2 separate regions of the Mus musculus genome follow, and region 1 is linked to region 2. A link is a contact called in public Hi-C data. All regions are on one chromosome and are shown on one strand. The core of a region is the stretch at or near the end of the contact, and the rest is flanking DNA. Distances in the headings are between cores, read along the strand shown. Region 1 has its middle 28 kb from the start of Zfp217. Region 2 overlaps Tshz2 (teashirt zinc finger family member 2).

Region 1 (6,758 bases), core at 9-2,508, 410 kb after region 2:
CTTATCAGAAATTCACATTACAATTCATAACACTAGCAAAATTGCAGTTATGAAGTAACAATGAAAATAGTTTTATGGCTGGGGTCACCACATGGAGAATTTTCAAGAGTCAGTGCATTAGGAAGGTTGAGAACCAGGGCACGTGCTAGACTGGCACTCAGCTGCTCAGGGGGTAGTGTAAGTGGAGCCAGGGCTAAGTCCAGGTCCGTTTTAGTGGGTCATAGATAAGAATCTCAGAGCTTGCTGGGCAGTGGTGGTGCACGCCTTTAATCCTAGCACTTGGGAAGCAGAGGCAGGCAGATTTCTGAGTTCGAGGCCAGCCGGGTCTAGAGAGTGAGTTCCAGGACAGCCAGGGCTACACAGAGAAACCCTGTCTTGAAAACCAAAAGAGAGAGAGAGAGAGAGAGAGAGAGAGAGAGAGAGAGAGAGAGAGAGAGAGAGAGAGAGAGAGAGAGAGAGAATCTCAGAGATTTGGGGTCAGATGTGACTTCTTGTAAATGGAGTTATAGTTTTTATTTTTATTATTTTGAATTATATGCATGCATGTGTGTATGTGCACATGAGTTCAGGTGTTTTTGGAAGCCAAATGTGGGTGTCAGATCCGCCGGAGCTGGAGTTACCGGCAGCTGTGAGCTTCCCAGGGTGAGTGGAACTGAGCTCAGGTCCTCTGCAATAGCCACGTGACTTCTTCCACTAAACCACCTCTCCCGTATTTTGCTTTTATGCCTTTCACTATTTAATGACGTTTGGTGGCATTTCCAGGCTGCCTTGTTCCCCTTTTGTGAATGGTAATAGTTAACACTAATATAATTCTGTTGCTATATTTTTTTAATAACCTCCCTCCTCTGGCAAAATCAAAATATGGCATTCTGCGACGACACTAAACTGTTCAGTGCCGTTGGTCAACGAATTGTGGAAATCTGTGAAGGACTGCCCCAATACAAAATTAAGTCTTTCATTCTCTTTGAAATAATTACACCAGAGCAAAAAGCATACTCTGCCTGTGACAAAGTTCTCAGGGCATCCTTGGCAGTCTCCCCAAAATGAGTCTGCTGTGAACTCTGTCTCCACAGCTTCACAGATCAGAACCTTCCATTTGATAGCCTCGGGCCAGACCTGGTCTGTATCGGTCTGTATCCCACAGCCGAGGGATGCTGGTTCGTTTCCTGAACCTGGTCAGAATCCCAGGGACAGCTCTTCTAGGTTGCTCTTCTGGCCTTTGTCTCCAACTTGCAACCGGTTGCTCTCCTTAGCAAACGCTGCCCCCGTGTGGCCAAAAGCTGCGTAACCTGCACGAGGAACGGGGGACAGAGCTTCTCTGCTACACCAAGTCAGGAAGTTGCCCTCATCTGCTTCCTTTACAACCAAACCCTGACCTTCCAGAATTCTCCAGCGAAAAGTAACCCAACCTGACGAGGACTTCCCTTCAGTGTATCCTGACTTCATTGCCGAGGTCATAATTTGACCCTGGACCTTAAGTTTCCCGATACGTACCAAGGAGCAGAGGACGCCATACTCTGTGAGGTTCAGATATAAAAAATGGAAAGCAAGGAGTCAGCCAGATTGTTTGGAGAGTAAGAAGTGCCTGCCCCACGTGCCTGATGAACTAAGAGAGACTCCCCAGAGCCCACATAAAAGTGAAAATAGAGAGCCATCTTCAAAAGCTTGCCCTGTGACCTCCAGGGTACCGTGCCACATGTACCTACGCAAGGCACCCTATGTACACATACAATAATAATAGTCAAAGAAACAAGTGTTAAATGCACAGAAGCATCCGAGGTTGCTGGGCACAAATAAAAGTTCAGGAAACATTTGCTATATTTGGGGTGGGAGGGGGGGGCAGTTTTCAGGATTGCTTTTAATATTTTTATATATAGGTATCTGCATGCGGGTATGTGCACATGTGTGCATGTACCCAAGGAGACCACAGGGACCCGGTGCCCTGGAGCTGAACCCCAAACTCCGGGCTTCTGAAGAGAAGAGCATCTGAAGAAGAGCACTGGTTGTTCTTAAGGAGAGAACTGTCCCCTGCAGGGGGTGCTCTGGCTCCCGCTCACAGGCCCTGGCATTCACCCCCAACGAAGATGTAATTTCCTTTTCTCTTTTAAAGAGCTGCCTTAACAGAAAATAACGGACGGGTTTTTGTAAACTTGTTTTTATTTATTTTTTTTAAAGATTTATTTATTTATTTATTTATTTATTTATTTATTTATTTATTTATTTATTATATGTAAGTACACTGTAGCTGTCTTCAGATACTCCAGAAGAGGGCATCAGATTTCATTACGGATGGTTGTGAGCCACCATGTGGTTGCTGGGATTTGAACTTGGGACCTTCGGAAGAGCAGTCGGCGCTCTTAACCACTGAGCCATCTTGCCAGCCCAACTTGTTTTTATTTTATGCATATGTGTTTTGCCTGCATGTGCCTGTGCACTGCTTGCTTGCCCAGTGTACACAAAGGCCAGAGAAGAACATTGGGTCGCCTGGAATGGAAGCCACCAGTGGTTGGGAGCTGCGACGTGGGTGCTGGGAATCAAACCCAAGCCCTCTACCAGAGTGTCTCACACTCTTAAGCTCTGCACCATTCCTCTCGCTCTGTCTAGGTTTTGAGACAAAGGCTCAAGTCTTGGTAGCCCAGGCTGACGCTGAAGGCTGGGGATTAGAGTCATGTGCCATCACTCACAGCCGAAGACCATCACAGCTGGGCTTGTTGACTCTAGACATTTCCTCTTAGAAGGACAGAACAGGGAGGCTCGTGACACCCACACTGGCATGACACCCACACTGGCATATACACCCTGCCCAACTAGCTGTATGTTATTCTGCTCTAACTGTCCATGGGGTTAGCGAGCTAGGAGGTGGTGGGAAAGGATTCTGCAACAGGGCTCAGTCTATGTGGCCCCTTGGTAGCCTTCATCCCTGCTAGGTGCAGACCGTCCAGTGTGGCTGTTTAAGATCACCCACACACCTGTTGTTAATCCCTCACCCTCGGGGTGAACTTTGTTGGAATCACACCTTGGTTTGTCATTGGGTCCTCAGGAGTAGTGAAGGAATTTTCCCAAAAGGAAGGAATTTTAGCAACACAGTGCATGCCTGTAATCCCAGCACCCGGGAGGTAGAGGCTTGTGTAATGCCTATGCGGGGAGTTTGAGGCCCAAAAGCTTCAAGTTTGTTGTGCTGAGCTGAACTCTTGAACATGGCAGTGGTCTGGCTCAGATGATAACCCTTTATACCACACAACTCCAAACCCAGAGAATGTGGTTCTGAGGATGGGACCTAGGGTTTGCCTGTTACCAGGCACTCGCCAACTAAGCTGTTTTTGGTTGTTGTTCGGTTTGCTTGGCATTTTGTGTGTGAGAATGGGAGTTGGTTTTGGGACAAACAGCAGTGTAGCACTGGCTGGCTTCAAAGATGCTCAGTAGCCAACCTTGACCTTGACCTTGACCTTGACCTCCTGATCCTCCCGAATCCTTCTACCACCTCACCAAGTGCCTTTGAAATGGAGAAGATTCAAACGCAAGAGTGACTAGACACGAGTTGAAGCTCTGCAAAGGTCACCACCACACACAAGCACACATGCACATACATGCACACACACATTCATTCACACACTCTCCCATACACTCACAAACACACACCACACAAGCTCGTACAGTCATCCAATCAGGAGAAAAGGCAGTGGAGGAAGGGTGAATGTAGATCCTTATTTTCCACTATCCAGACTTCAGTACTATTGGGGGATTTGAACCATTGACAGACTATTTGACTTGGTAGATTTTTTTTATTGAGAGCAATTTCATCAGGATGGCAAGGGCTGTGAAAAATACTACTCGCGGACAGGATTGGCTGCCAGAGCCACTGTGCATCCTCTCGAAAACCCAAAGCCACATCACTCTGGTCACACAGAACTCTCAGCACCAGGAAGGAGCAGCCACAGAGTGCCATGTGCCTGATGCCAGCGCCACCGTGTGGCAAAGGTTTGAAGCTTCCGTTCACTTGGACTGAAAGATTTTTGGCCCGTTCCTAAACTTACGAGATTGATACGTATTAGCAAAAATGTCAGACACATAGGGAAACTTAAAACACAACCCTGTATCACAGTTGTAAGATTTGAGTGTATTAATTTGGACAGAATAAGATAGCAACTGAGCCACAACCATCAGTCAAGGTGGAGGCCAATAAAGATTGTCCCCAGCTACATGATAGTCTAAGGCCACCCTGAGTTGCATTAAGACCCTGCCCCCCTCCCCAAAAAAAGAGATTAAAACAAATTTTAAATTGGGGTGGGGGGGGTGAATTGAGACAGGGTTTCTTTGTACAGCCCCGGCTGTACTGGAACTAGAGCTATAGACCTGGCTAGTCTTGAACTCAGAGATCCACCTGCCTCTGCCTTCTGGATGCTGGAATTAAAGGCTTAAGCCACCATACCTGGCAAACACACACACACACACACACACACACACACGTGCACACACCAAGCCCTACAGGATGGAGAGATGGCTCTGTGGTCATGAGCACTGGCTGTTCTTCCGGAGGAAGAGCTCAGCTTCTAGCACCCACTCGTGGTGGCTCACAACCATCTGTGACTCTAGTTCCAAGGGATCGCATGCTCTCTTCAGGCCTCAAGCACCACGCACACAGGTGCACATGCATACATACATACATACATACATACATACATACATACATACAAAGCCCTCATGCAGGCGGGCATCAACCCTTGGCTTGTGAGCTGCAGGGTACTCGGAACAGAACCCTGGGATCATCTTTTTAAGTGACAGACAGGAGGAGGCATGGTAGAGCAGAAGAGACAGGTTCAACTCTCACACTGCTGCATGGAGGACCAGAGGCTCCTCCTCTCAGGGTTAGAAAGTTTTCCCCTCCAGGACCATCTACTGGGGTTTTTATTGGTGGCTGGCTGGTCTGTTGTCTTTTTGAGACAGACCAGGCTTAAACTCCCGGTCCTTTTGCCTCCACCTCCCACACGCTGGGATTCTGGGGATGAGCCGCCACAGGACAACTTGCCCGCTTCCACTGCTAGGCAGAAGGTGGAGGCATCCTAACAGGTAGTGAGCAGACCGGAGTGAATGACGCTGTTGGAATGCCTGCTGTTGACATAGGCACGCCATCAAGGATGCCATCAAGGACGCCATCAAGGAGACAAAGCCTCCTTCGGTCTAATAACAATGTATGTTGGACATGCCCACCATAGCTCTCCCCTGCCAGGGCTTAACGCTCTAAGCAAGTACTCTGGCAACCTTCTCAGCCTGGTTTGTTCTTTTTCTAAATTAAACTGGGTTTCTGATGCCGCTGGGGGAAATAGCAAAACAAGATCTGCAGGCTCTTCCCTTAAAACTATTAAGTGTCACCACCAATGGCTCCAGCAGGAGCAAAGACCATTCCCTTGCCCCCGCACCCACAACTGACAACCAGGGCAAGTTTTCAAAGATGTGTATGTTTGAGCTAACTGCAGGATGACATTGTTCACCTTTATGATCTAGACAGCTGCTCTCTGCTCCGTTTGGAGTCCAGTCCATGGCTGTCCTCAGGAAGGATCCGATCCTAGGACAACCCAGTCCCTGCCTGCAAAGGACCTAGGTGCTGCCCCACCCACGTGGTGCCTGACCCAGCAGGTCTAGTGAAACCTGACAAGCCGAATTTCTAACAATTTTGCTATTCTGGGGCAACAACGACAAAGGTCAATGCAGATGGAGCACTGCATTATGTAGAGTGGGCTGAAGTCATGGTGCTAATTATCACACAGAACACCCCCTGTTCGGACCACTGGGAAAGTCAGACTAGACTGTGGACAGGCAAGAGCTGGAGAGCAGGGTAACTCAGTAAGGGGTGTGTGTGTGTGGGTGTGTGTGGGTGTGTGCACGTGCTCCACACCCTAAAAGATGAAAATAACAAGGAAAAAAATAAAAATAAAAACCCTCCCCCTCTCCCTGCTCAAAGTGAGTTCTAACCCTCTCCATTTCTCGTGGTGGAGAGAGCTCAACCCTTCAGAGTGCTTGCTGCTCTACGGAATACGCTCTGGCCTCTGTGGCACCCGCAGTCACATGCACATAATTAAGGACTTGAGAAACTTTGGCTCAGTGGTTAAAAGCACTTACGGCTTTTCCAGAGGACCTGGAGTTCAATTGCCAGCAACCACACAGGGCAGATCCCAGCTGCCTCAAAGGATCCAATGCCCACTGCCCGCATCGGGTATTCACATGCACGTGATGTAATTATAAATAAGTCTTTTAAAGTAAACAAAAAGGGTGGGCTGGAGAGCCGTAGTCAGGAGCACCCATCCGGGGTCGCCATGAAGCTCCTCCAGCTTGGGCCCCTGTGGGTGCTCACACACAGATACACACACTTAGAAATATTTTTAACTTTATAATACAAAAGAACCCAAGACACTGGTCTATTCACAACAAAAGGTGAGGCCACAAAACTCAGAGTAAACACTGGGCCACCAGGAGACACTGCCACTGGCCAGATAAGACTCTGGGCTTCAGAGTGGCCAGCTGCTTACAGCGTCACCCACAATGGTACATTCACTCCGGGGTCATTCCTGAAGGTCGAGGGGCCACTAAGTCAGGAGGCAGTCAGAAACTCAGTCTTAGTTCTAACAGTATTTCCGAGTCACAAAGCAAGTTTAGGGGTCCTGCTTTTGTTACTTTCAGATTGGCCTGGGATTCACAATCTTCCTCCTTCAGCCTCAGCTACCGAGCCCCACCCACTCACATGGTCTTCTTTATAGTTTCAA
Region 2 (7,606 bases), core at 4,837-7,336:
TAAAGCAGGAGTTGCTGCAGGTGCCTCGAGAGTCAACAGGGTAAGTGAGCGCTTTCTCCACAGTCTGCACTGTCACAGTTTGTGTGGAATAATTACGCAAAGGAGCCTATGGGAGACGGTCTCATTCAAACCACCCCACAGCCTGTGTTCCGTAGTCTCTCCGAACCCAAGCCAGGAGCTTGACTGTGGTTATGAATCTTGCGAATAAAGGTTTCACTGTACTTTGTCTTACATATAAGGTCATGTGGATGCCTAGTGGAAGACACTCATGAGGCGGGTTCTCACGGCCTTCAAGGTTAGCCCTGTCCTATACTGAGAGATGTGACGACTCATAGGTTACACTGATAGTGACAGAAGTGAAAGTTGGGAATACGCTAAGGTAGAAAGATGAAAGTGGCTACTGTGGTGTGAATGAAAAGGTCCCCCTCTCTCCCCATCCCTGGCTCCTGAGTTTGAACACTTGGTCCCCAGTTGGTGGCAGTGCTTAGTGAGCTTATGAGGCCTTGCTAGAGGAAGTATGTCATTGGGGTAAGCTTTGAGGGCTTATAACATCACTCCTTATCCTATTGTCTCTCTGCTTGTTGTGTGTGGTTGAAACGTGACTTCTCAGCGTCTCCTTCTTGCCACCACAGGTCCCCAACCTTTAGAGACTCAACCTCTGCAACCACAGGCCCAAATACAGTTAGACATAGAACTGCCTCTGCAAATATGGACCGCATGAAATGTCCCCTCAGGCTCATAGGCCAGAGCAGTAGGCCTCCAGCTGGTGGCGCTATCTTGTCGTTTCCCATGGGTGCTGATCTGTATGTAGCTGGTGGAGAGATACAGGATAAGGCCTGGCCTTTGTGGGCTTCCACTCTCTCCTGCTTCCTGCCCAATCTCTCTGCCTCCTCAGCCTCCAAGGTATAATGAGCCTATGTCTCTGCTGTCATGAGATGATGATGGGTTGAAACCACAGGCCCAAATGATCCTTTTCCCTTAAAGCTGTTCCAATCAGGTACTTTGGTCACAGCAAGAAGAAAATATTATTGATTCAAAGTATCATCAATGTACTAAATTTTTAAAAAATCAGTTTTGTAGAAATCTCAAAGCGTGGTGGCATTTCTTCCTTTTGTACTTTAGGCATTGATCGAGTCCATTTTGTGATTTATGCTTTTGGGCCTTGCTCAGTAGCACACTGAGTTGGGAAAAGCCAAGGGTTTGGCTGTTGAGAGAGGTGAGAGACCTTTATATGAGAAACCATTGTAGCCTGTGTTCAAGTTTCACCTTTGTGGTTGAGTCTAGTCTCGGATTTTGTTCTCTTGTTGTCAAGCTGTCTTGTTTCCCATGTTATTTTGTTCCTTGTCGCTAAAACAGCAGCCAAAGCCACCACAGAAACTATTGAGTGGTCATCAATACAAATATCCCAAATATCTGGGGACATGCCTCTCTCTGCGTTTGCAGTTTTTTGGAGCAATTGAGATTTGGAAACAGCAACTCGTCCACTAAAGTGCAGCACGTGGGTGAGCATCGGCAAGTGCTCCGCCTGGGTTCTCAGACTCCCTTGCTCTCCCAAGAACTCTGTTTGCCCATTAGTGTTAAACGTCAGTTAGTGTTCTGTCCTCGTGGCTGTTTTGCTTGGATTTGTTGCTCAGCTCTGAAAATTGGCTCTGAGCAACAAATTGCTATAAAAGAGAAGCCATTTGTTTGTTGGTGTTTTTTCTTTTCTTTTCTTTTCTTTTCTTTTTTCTTTTTTCTTTTCTTTAGTGAAGTAAATGTGGGTGGGAAGGAGAAAGGGTGGCTGTTTCACTTCCTGTGAAAAAGGAAAGAAAGAAGGAAAGAAAGAAAGAAAGAAAGAAAGAAAGAAAGAGAGAAAGAGAGAGAGAAAGAGAGAGAAAGAAAGAAAGAAAGAGAGAGAGAGAAAGAGAGAAAATTAAAGAAAGAAAGAAAGAAAGAAAGGAAGAGAAAGAAAGAAAGAAAGAAAGAAAGAGAGAGAGAAAGAGAGAGAAAAAATGAAAGAAAGGAAGAGAAAGAGAAAGAAAGAAAGAAAGAAAGAAAGAAAGAAAGAAAGAAAGAAAGGAAGGAAGGAAGGAGAGAGGGGGAGGGAGGGAGGGAGGGAGGGAGGGAGGGAGGGAGGGAGGGAGGGAGGGAGGGAGGGAGGGAGAAGAGAGAGCATACTTAAAACCTCAGAGTATGGTTTGGTATTTTACCAAAATAAATATATGCATAATTAATTCTCTATCTTAGAGCTGTATAAAAATACAGAAGGCAATCTTTCCATGTTAGGGCACCACACATTTTTTGTTTATTTGTTTGTTAGATGAAACCAAATCACAGGCTAGCTTCCTCATCTGGCTTTTTCCCTTCAAGTGTTTTATGGCACATCTCCTTCATCCTCGGAACCTTTAGATTGTGCTGTGTGGACATAGAGAGGAAGTGGTAGTTCGTATTTATCGCCTCAAAAGTTGATGGTTTGGTAAGAGAAGGCCATGGAGCCAGCAGACTCCTATGGTGAACGCCTCTCCCTGGTGACGCTCGGTCTGCAGCCCCAGAATGTGTGCAGGAGACGTTAGCGGCTTCATATGTCGGGGAGTGGCTGGGCCGTGTTTGTTAAGACACACAAAAATGTGATTTTTTTTTGCATTTCTTTATGATAAAGTTTTTTTTATTTTTAATGGATAGTTTAAAAAAGGAAGATTTGGATAACATAGCTATTAGATAGTTTACATACTATGCATTAGTCTATTACATATGTGTGAATTAACATACATGAAGTGTCACCCCGATTGCCGGTGCTATAAAAAGCACATAGTTTCTTAGGAAGGGCAAGATGACTGAGTCTGACTCTAGAGGGTTTAAGGCCTTAGCTGACTCTTCCATAAAGTATGGGGCAACACTCATGGCTGTAAGTGGTGAGCTTGTCCTCCCCCAGGGTGAAATCTGTTGCAAGGATCAGCCACCATGTACTTTAGCATTTCCCTTGCATACTCATGGACACATACACAAAAGAAGGCAAGCGCTGGCTGCCTTAGGCGGTAGTGTGCACACTCCTGGGTGATGATGGAGGCAGCTTCAGCCATACTTGTAACATTGCGTTTGAGTGATGGCTTTAAATGCTTTTTTTTTTTTAGCAAGTCACATAATTAACAGATGTCATATACATGCCTTTCATAAGTGTTCAATTGGGAAAAACAACGCCAAGTGAAGAGCTGAGGTATGTTGTAGCTTCTCCAGCTGGGCCTGGTAGGAGAGACAATGGCTGCTCCGTACCTTGGTCCTCCACTCGTCACTTCGTCATGGCGTGACGCTGTACGCTTACTCACTGGTGTGACTTACATGGTCCTTTCAGACCGATGACTGCAAGAGCCTAGCTCCTGAAGACAGTAGTCACCTCCCAACAAGTTCCTCCCCAGGACTTAGAGCAGTTCTCCCAAACAGCTCTGTCCACGGTGCCACCACAACCCTCTTAGAGAAACCGCCCCCACCTCCCCTGCCTGCCTCTGTAGGTCCAGGAACTTCGACAATCACCTTGGCCAGAAAATAATTAAATGGAAGTAACTAACCGTGGAGGGAAAAATAAGCTCAACTTTTACCTCCAGTCTGGAAGTGATAATTGCCAGGTCAGAGAAGTTCGTCCGTAAGCCATAGCTAAGGCAGTTGGCATTAAAGGAGCTCAGGGTGTGTGCCCACATCACTCGAAAATATAACAAGAAGATGCGTGGTTTAAAGAAGGGAAAATGGCTTCTAAAGCTGAGCCTCTACACTGACTCTTCCTGGAACATCCATGAGGCACTTACCATGTGCCCTGACCGGCACAGTTACAACCGCTCTGGCAGGTGCGCACAGTTACAACCACTCCAGCAGGGGCCTTTTCTTGTATTCATCCCATTGTATCCAAAAGACTCAGAGAGTAATTAGCTTCCTAGAAGTAACATTACCAGTAAGTTGGAAAGCTGAGATGGGAAAAGCCTTGAAGTCTCTGGTCTTAACTAGATCGCCAGATCTCTTCTGGGTGTGGGGGATTGGGGTGTCTTTGGGGCTGCACACCTGGGAAAGCCGTGGCTGGCAGCTTTCTTTGCTACACTTTCCTTGGACCCTGGACATAGCATATGGACTTAAAAAAAAAAAGCCTTGCTGAGTTTTTCCTCTCAGGAAATGAACAGTTTCATTTTCAAAGAGAGGATTCTAACTCAGCCAAGGAAGCCAAGACGGGCACATCCATGACTGGCAAAGATCAACAGAAGGTTTTGCACGGCTGGATGGTGTTCCTCTTGCCTGTGCCCCTGATCAATTGCTCCTTCTAGTGGCCCTTCACACAATCAGCGTCACCGTTCACAATGAGGATCTGTTCAGTTCCTGGTGATGGGGCGCTGATGGGAGCTTACAAAAAAGGATACAGAGTTACAAAGTTTCTCACATTATTGCATGGCTAGCCTGAAAAACAAAGGAAACAAACCCTAGTTCTTCTGGGTGGTAAAGGAAAATACTACACTATATGGTGTAAAAGGGACCTTAAAACCCACCTCCAGGTGACATCCTTGTTGTCTTTGGATCGTGCCATTTCAGTGACTGTAAACAGAGCTGGGTGAATGGAACACACAGACCTAGCCCAGTTCCTGGATATGTTTTGCTCCGTTTAAATTTTGCCTTGCTTTGATTTTGACTTCTTATTCTAAACAGCACCAAGAGAAGCATCTTTGTATCCGTTCCTGCTCCCACATCCCCCAGCCTCCTCAGGGTAGTTCCCTGCGATGGAATTTCTATGGAGTTGGTCTCTCTCTTATGGCTTGTTGCCGAACCTCCCACAAGTGATAATTTATTGAGTATCGCATAAAGGGCTTGCTTTCTGGGGTTTAATATTCACTGGCTTTGAAGGCGCCATCGCAGCCTGTCATGTCTGGGGGCTTGCAGGTCCCCTCTGATATAAATCAAAACATTTGAGTTAACAACATGAGGCCTTGTCAGTCACTCACAAATTGTAGGAGCCTCCTCTGTCTTTGTCAATAACAAAAGAGAGAGAGAGAGAGAGAGAGAGAGAGAGAGAGAGAAAGAGAGAGAAATTACCCCCAAATGGCATAAAAAATTAGGAATCAGACAAGGAGTCATGAAAAGAAGACATGTGTAATGGCTGAAGGATCTCAGATGTGGGAGGCAGTGCATTCCCTGGGCTTGAGCTGCTTGGAGAAAAGGCTTGCAGCACCTCTTGTCGCTGTGAGGTGCCAGGGCAGCCATACTGAGAGTAGGCGCAGGGAAGACACTCACTGCCCCTGTGAGAACTGACCCTCAGCTCCGTCGTAGGAAGCACGGTTCGTCATCCTTGGTAGAAAGAAGGAATCACATCGTCTGATTTCCTTTTGTCTCTGCAAAACGGTTCCAGTGTTCAGCTGGTGGGTTCTGCACCACGCTGAGGGAATTCGGGTAGGGGACGGACACCTTAGTCCAAAGAAGTAAGACACAAACAGCACACACAATCTTCATTCTTGGTGAGTCTCCACTGCAGAAAGTCAAATAGGTTATGAAAGCCAAGGTTAGTAAAAGAAAAAAGGAAAAGAAGCAAGAGAAAAAAATCCATAGCCTCTTCTCTTGGAGAGAAGAATCTAGTCATGTGCCTGATACACACAAGACTTAACCCTTGCTGGTTCTGGGCGTTCCTTTTCTCCTGCTGCATCCCATGCTGCTTACCACAGAAGGGAATTATCCCCGCGGGCTGAAGTCCAACAGCCGTCAGACTGTGAACGCGTTACTGCGCGTCTCTATTTAACATTAGAGCCGATAGCTTTTTGACAGGTTTATCACAGATGAGTTCAATGGCCAGTCATGCAGGACAATTATGTTTGAGCTAATTTGATGAATCAACTTGATGTTCTCCCATGGTCCCCGCAGCCCTTTGGAGCGTATGTGCCCAATTCACTCCCCACCAGAGGTCAAAAAGGAGCTTTGAAAGTTGGGTAATAGCATCACATCTGAGGGACTGTCTGGTTAAAAAAAAAATGCTCTTGCCTGATGCCAAGAGTGGGGAGAACCATTTGGTAATATCATTAGAGACATCTGCCAGGCCCCTGTCAGTTGTGACATAGGATTCCAGAGGCCAGCAAGTGTCCTGTGAGCCTGTGAATAATTTTGTGGTGAAGCAAGCACAGAGTTCATCCTCCAAGCATTTAGGGGGTGTCAGACCCTGGGGAGAGATTATTTCTCGTTGCTGGATTGAGTTTGAACTGGGTTTTTGAGAACAGACAAGGAGGCATAGAGAATTCCTGGGAGCCCCTTTCCCCTCCTCCTTAGTAGCTTTTCCCAGCTCCCTGCCTTCCAGGAGGCTCCCAGCACAGCACTTGAAAGCAGGGTAGCAGGAACAAGAAACACAGCCAGGCACAAAGCTCACCCTTACCACGTCTCTTCATTTCGCAACGTGGGACCAATCAGTTATCATTCTAGAACTCTCCCCATCCTGTGAAACATAGATAACAATGGTCCATGCTTCACCAAGTCGCACTGGAACCAAATACAGCCACATACCTCAGCGAGACATTTTTCTCGAGGGTAGCTCATGTGCGTGATGGTGGCCTTGTAAAGGTTACAGAAAACCTGGACTCTTCCTGCAGCCCGTGATCGTGTCACCACTGTAACCCTATAGGGGATTCCTCCTGTGTACCTGGGGATGGCTCTGTTAAGAAAAAGAAACCTACCCAACTGCCAGTCATAAAGAAGTAGAGTATGCCAGCAAGGTTGCTCAGAGGGTCTGGTGTTTGCTGTCAAGTCTGACAACCTGAGTTCGAGCCTCAGAGCCCACACAGAGATGAAAGGAAAGTGTCCACTCCTGAAAGAAAGTTATATATGTCATCTAACTTCCACATGTGCCTCTCTCTCCCTTTCTCTCTCTGTCTCTCTCTCTCTGTCTCTCTCTCTCTGTCTCTGTCTCTCTCTCACACACAGAGAGAGAGAGAGAGAAAGTGAGAGAGAGAGAGGGAGAGAGAGAGAGAGAGAGAGAGAGAGAGAGAGAGAGAGAGAGAGAGTGAGTTTCAGTACTTGGGAAGATAAGGCAGAAGGATTCCGTGAGTTTCAGGTCAGACTGGACTATATAGTAAGTTCCTGGGCAGCCTGGGGTCTAGAGCAAGATTCTGCCACTGAGTGAGTGACTGGCCATACAACGACGCTGTGTTGGTGACAGTGAACAGTCCTATCCCTGAGTTGTGGCTCTGTAATCTTTGTGCTTTGAAGACAAACTTGACTATCAACAGACTTCCGTGTTTTGCCAGCAGCAGCCTCACAGGTCTGGGGAATACTGATCTCTGGCTTGAGCCATTCCACCCAGGCTTCTCTCAGTGCCAGCTTTGAGGTCTGTATATGAAACAGACCAACTGATCCATGCTTCCCAGAGCCTTTCTCCATCTTGACAGCTCAGGACAGAACAGGACAGCAGTCCATGCAAAAGATTGCAAACCCAGCCTCAGACTCAGATTTCCAAACACTAAAATTCTCTGGCCTGCTGTAGACAACTGGACACCGGTAACTTTCTGCTGTCAGAACGGGCGGGCACAGAATTAATTCAAACACATAGTGTAAAAATGCTATTTTTTTAAAAGGGTGATTGACAGCTGGTATGATTTTCTCCAAAATCATTAGGAAAAAA

The links. Hi-C and Micro-C count contacts between places; a contact is called where the count stands out from the background.
Region 1: a contact with region 2 is called in a Hi-C map of the N1E-115 cell line, with 5 times the contacts expected there. The contact joins two enhancer-like sites. A contact is called at or near these places in 3 of 484 Hi-C or Micro-C datasets (the N1E-115 cell line, embryonic stem cells and myocytes) and 1 of 9 other capture datasets (embryonic stem cells).

The regions. Positions count from the first base shown.
Region 1 is chr2:170,100,098-170,106,855 of GRCm38.p6, forward strand. No RefSeq gene overlaps it. Among named protein-coding and RNA genes, the nearest start is that of Zfp217, 28 kb to the right of the region's middle. Within about 2 kb of position 1,259, at least 31 of the 459 cell types and tissues checked have an H3K27ac peak or open chromatin away from gene starts, as enhancers often do. A contact at or near this core is called in the N1E-115 cell line, where this site is marked.
Region 2 is chr2:169,681,180-169,688,785 of GRCm38.p6, forward strand. The region is part of intron 1 of Tshz2 (teashirt zinc finger family member 2); the gene reads left to right. Among named protein-coding and RNA genes, the nearest start is that of Gm34344, 18 kb to the left of the region's middle. Within about 2 kb of position 6,087, at least 15 of the 459 cell types and tissues checked have an H3K27ac peak or open chromatin away from gene starts, as enhancers often do. A contact at or near this core is called in the N1E-115 cell line, where this site is marked.